Linked DNA regions of Arachis hypogaea: region 2 is linked to region 1. Evidence: chromatin contacts called from public Hi-C data. All regions are on one chromosome and are shown on one strand. The core of a region is the stretch at or near the end of the contact, and the rest is flanking DNA. Distances in the headings are between cores, read along the strand shown.

What was found. A called contact is a pair of places that touch in the nucleus more often than the background predicts.
Region 2: a contact with region 1 is called in a Hi-C map of leaf, with 3 times the contacts expected there. The contact joins the enhancer-like site here to the promoter of LOC112782350 in region 1. A contact is called at or near these places in 3 of 8 Hi-C or Micro-C datasets (all in leaf).

What each region holds. Positions count from the first base shown.
Region 1 is chr20:109,079,850-109,082,549 of arahy.Tifrunner.gnm2.J5K5, forward strand. LOC112782350 reads right to left here and starts at 1,323. Exons shown (of 13, transcript XM_025824703.3): 1 at 390-1,323. The coding sequence starts at 976.
Region 2 is chr20:109,183,705-109,186,404 of arahy.Tifrunner.gnm2.J5K5, forward strand. LOC112785144 (a long non-coding RNA gene) reads right to left here. Exons shown (of 2, transcript XR_003194166.3): 2 at 2,625-2,700. Among protein-coding and RNA genes, the nearest start is that of LOC112785144, 4.7 kb to the right of the region's middle. Within about 2 kb of position 1,382, at least 3 of the 3 cell types and tissues checked have open chromatin away from gene starts, as enhancers often do.

The sequences.
Region 1 (2,700 bases), core at 73-2,572:
ATTCATTCAAAATCTTTATTTGGCATTACAAAGTTTTTTAGAGCAAAACAATGTTCAGCTAGTAGCTTAGGGAAAACACTCAACACTGCATTGCGTTGCACCAAAGCAGAAATAAAATCAACAGCGATCATTCCCTTTCTTAAATACCCATGGAAAAGCCATAACAATGTAGACAACCTGCCATGTACCACTAAGCGTTCACTTGAAACTAACAACGAATGCTGGCTGTCGCCGATGCAAGTTAACTAACAACCTCAACAGACTGAGCTAGCTATAGAAGCATTGACTCATAGGACTAACGGACTAACAATTGAAGCAAAAGAGTAAAAAAAGAAAACACAGTGCACCAAAGAAAATGGGCGTTGAGCTGAGGAAGAAGAATACTTTACCGGCCATCTCTCGAGTCAAAATCACGCTCTCTGTCTCTGTCTCTGTCTCGCTCGGAACGAGACCTGCTCCTCCTGGACCCCTCCTCTCGTTCTCTGTCCCTCTCCCTCTCCTTTCTCTCTCTTTCCCTTTCCTTCTCCTTCTCCTTCTCCTTCTCCTTCTCCTTCTCCTTCTCTCTGTCCCTTTCTCTCTTCTCCCTCTCTTTGTCCCTCTCCCTCCTATCCCTCTCTTTGCTTTTCTCCCTCTCCTTCTCTCTGTCCCTGCTGCTCCTCTCACTGTCTCTATCTCTGTCTCTGCTGCTCCGCTCACCGTCTATTTCCCTGTCGCTGCTGCGGTGCCTGTGGCGGTCCTTGTCGCGGGAGGACCGCTCCCTATCGCGGCCATCCCGATCCTTCTTGGAGCCGTTCTCTTCGTCGGCCCTGGACTTCTTGATGCGCCCGTCGTAGGCGGCAGCGTCTAGATCGTCGTCGAGCTCGTCGCGCTTCCGGTAGGTTTTCTCGGAGCTGTCTTTCTTGGTCTTCTTAGACGAATCTCTGTCGTCATGGTCCTCCACCGTCTTCTCCAAGTAGTCATACTCGTCGAACTCCATTGCTGTTGCTGCTCTCAATCTCTCGCGCTTTGTGTCAGAGATTGCAGAGGAATCCCTGAAATTCTAGGGTTTTGGGGGTTTTCTGTTGGTTCAGATGGGGATGAATAAAAACGTCGACGGGTATGGTTTGGTTGGTTCCTCTCGAGTGCCTAATCGCTTAACACTCTTGAACAGTGTATCAATAAACAAACAACTCGGATCAAATATATACGCGTGGAACGCCAAATGTCGCCAAAATTAGCTAGCAAGAGTAACACTCCCAAAACACGTTATTTTATTATTTACTTCGTTAATTCGTAACCCTTTTGTTGTTTTTAATCATCATTCGCTACAAAATTACACTTGCATCTGATAAACATTTTAGAAAAAACTACCATTTTTATCTATAAAGTTTACGAACGCGAACAAAAATACTTATACAACATGAAAAATAACTTTTTACTCATAAAAAATTGGATCAGTCTATCAAAAATACCCGAACGTCTTGAATTCGTTTACTCCGTTAATTTAAAGGCCAGTATGACACGTTAAGTGTTTATCTGGTTATAAAACAGCAATGTGATGTGTTCAAATATGTTGTTACCATTATAAAATCACTCCTTTTCTTAATTTATCCTCAATTGTTTTCTAAATTCAAAATTAGAAACCCTAGAATGTTTAGGAGAAGCAAAGATAATCATTATTTTTCAAATGGAAGCATCAGTGGAAAATGGACTTCATCTTTCAAGAGGAGTGAAGAGAAAATTCTATCTGAGAGATGCTTCTGTGAACAGGATATGGTGTTGCTACAATCTGAAACCTTAACAAATCTTGGGAGATGGTTCGTTAGGTGCCCTCTACGAAAGATAAGTCATTTTGTTTTTGTGTTTCTATTTAGGTTAACTTATTGTGAATGATTCCTTATTCCTTTGTTTCACGCGGTAGACAATGGATTGCAAGTATTTTGTATGGGTGGATGAGATTGACGGAGGGATTGACAAGAGTCCTTGTTAGAAAAAATCAAGATAGTTGTTGTGCTACCCCTGAGGTCAATGTCACTAGGTAAAGAAAAGAGATTCGAGAGAATAGTTTGAAGATCTTGTTAAAGATGGAAAAACTCCAGGGTGAAATTAGAGCTATTAGGTCATGGATTATAATAATTTTCTTTGGTTTGTTAATTTGTGTAGGCTAGAATATGTTCCAATTAATCAATATATAATTGTGTGTATGGTGTATCTTGTTTTGGGGCTTTTTTGTGGCTATTTGGTTTTAATGACAATAAACTTTAAAATTCTGTTAATATCTTCACTTGGTGTAAAAAAGTCAAGTTGTATTATGACATTAGTGCCCATAATTATTGATATATTTGATATTTGTGACATTGAATGTAATACGTATTTGACAAAACAAGACATAAATGTCGTGAATTGACAAATCTAGCTGAAAATCTGGTATTGTACACTAAATAACGAAAATGTGACATGAAAACAAAACTGAATAAAAGACGTTCATTCCATACGCTATAATAAACCTGAAAATAATTCTAACATAAGCATTTTATCAACAAAAACTTCAAAACAAGTCTATGAGATTTGATGTCAAAGTAGTAAATCCAAATTACTTAAAAATACCAAAACAAACCATGAACATGAAAGCATCAAGTAGTGCAATATAAGCACTAAACATAAGTTACAAAAAAAACCCATAGTATCAGAATTTTAAAGCTCTCATTCCAGTAAGTCCTT
Region 2 (2,700 bases), core at 132-2,631, 100 kb after region 1:
AGTTACTTAGCGAAGTTGTGTTTATAATAAAGATTAAACTTTCTTTGCATTGATTGACTGTGTCAACCAAGTAATAATTAAAACTATTGACGTTATTACTTATTAATGCAATTCTTTGTTATTGTTGAGCTTCTTTCCACAAATTTCTATTTTAACCATTTTTTTTCTAATCTCTCTCTCTCTGATAATAGATTTGCGCTCATATTTAAAAAAGTTTTATTTATGTATCAAAAAAGTTGTTATTAAATATTAATACAACAACAAAAATTATTGTATTATATATATTTAATTGATTAAGATTTTAAAAAAATTAAATATACTCAACAAAAAATAAACAACTAGTAATAATAATAATGATAATGAGAGTAATAATAATAAAAATAATTCAATTAGTCAATCACCCAAAGTCAAATCTATTTTTCAAATGTAAATGAGATTATTAGTGTTTAGTAACATTTCATAATATTTGATTGAGATAATATACATATCATTTGTTTATTTTTATTATTTTATAAAATTTAGTTTTGATCTTACATATAATAATTGTTTTCATCGAAAATTTTCTATTATGACTATTATAGAGTATCAACTTTGTAATTAAATGATAAAAAATAATTGAATAATTGTTTAATAAAAAAAAAGACATTATCTATACCTATATATAAAGAGAATTGTAGTTATTTGAATTGAATTTTTCATTTCTCACTTTTTTTTTGTTTCTCTCGTAGTTTTAATAAAAAATCGAAGTTGATTCTTTTAAGTTATAGTTTTTATAGTTAGCAAATATTTTTTTTTTGTATTATATAAAAAATAACTAATAAAATGTGAGTTGACAGGTGTAGGATGATTGACAAGATGCCAGTATTAATAATAAACATATCATGAAAACTTGTCAAAATATAGAAATAAAAAAATATTTTTAAATTAATATACTTTTGATGTTGTAATTAAATCATTAAAAACTTAATTAATATACTTAAATTATAGATATCTAAAGAAGTTCATATCTAGAGATTAGAAAGCTCGACCATTGTTTATGACTTTTTTTTTCATGTCCCCAAAGTTTAAATTTATATTAAATGTAAAATTTGAATTTTTATTGAGGATATCAAATTACACATAAGTAAATTAGTGACTTCAAATGCAGTTTACCAGTCTCTTTCCATGTCGAAAGGAATTGGATCCAAATGAACAACTTTACATATTGCATTTAGAGACAATGTAACAACTTTTGATATTTACATGATGTATATTAAAATTCAAATTATGCTAGGTCTTTGTTTTTTACAAGGCCCAAGCCCACAAACTGAGATCCTAACTAGTGATAAGTCCAAATAATCCAAAAAAATGTTAGAGAATTCTGTACAATCTGAACGGAAAAGGAATATATACCCAAATATCCACGTAATTAGGATAACGTGTCAATGGTTACCCAATATACCCTCCTCTGTTGTTAATACTCATAAAGACATGGAATTGTTAGTCGAAGAGGTTGATAATATAAGAATATTTTAGGATGAGATTAGTGGGGGTATTATTCACTTATTTCATAATATCCACTATTCAATTCAATTTTTACTCATTTAGACATCAGAGTGTCTTTCTTATAGGTAGTAACACCCGCTTGTGTACTAGAGAAACTAAAATTCCAACATTCCATACTGATAAGTTCTTAAACATCTGAACATTTCGTATCATTTGTGGGGACCTCAAAGTCTTCATGTCATGAGTTACTGCTGATGCAAATAAGGAGAATACAAGGAATGTGGGGGATGCTGAAATCCTGCAAGTTCCCCTGCAAACACCACATTTGCATGGGATTGGTCACGAAACTTTGGAAAATGAACAAAATAATGGTGCAGCATGACAACAAAGTGTCCAACACACTAATGTCACTCAGACCATGAATATAATAATTCAAGACAGAACTATGATCCCAGAGCCTGGGCTCGCCAAGCTCATGGAAAAGCTAGGAACCTCGGGAATGATGGTTAGTAACCACCAGTAAATCTGAATGGAGTGAGTGCTGGGGTGTGGCCACAAGATGGTCAAGCTTATGCCAACGCAAGAATGATGCAGGAAATGGCGTAGAAGATCCAACAATTGGAAAGGTAGGTGCAAGATGCTCAGAGGTCATGAGCACTACGGTCCTAGCGTGCCAGAAGTCAGGAGGCACACCCTATAGGGAGGAGGAGGAGGAGGCATGACCCCGAGAGGCTGCAAGACGATCTAGAACAATTTCAAACTCTCCACCAAGACGTGAGAAATCAAACTCTTCTAGATGTCGCAGCCATAAAAGGCGTCATGATTACCAAGAGCCTGCGGTGATCAGTAGCACCCCTTTTGCAACTAGGATGTTGCGTGTTTGCTTGCTTAAGAATATTGATAAGCCAACAGATATAAAGTATGATGGCACTACGAATCCACAAGAACAACTTCCAGCTTTCGAAGCTCAAATGAACTTGGAGGGTGTTGAGGATGCTATCTGTCGCAACATTTTTCTTGTCACTCTTTTAGGCTCGGCAATCAAATGGTTCAACTAATTACCTTTCGATTCCATAATCCGCTTCTCTGATATATCTATCAAATTTCTAGCGTATTTTACCATAAGATGGGCACAAGCAAAACACCTGATTTTCCTCCTTAGTATTGAATAAAAGCCAAGAGAAACTATTTGAGAATACATGGATTGCTTCAATA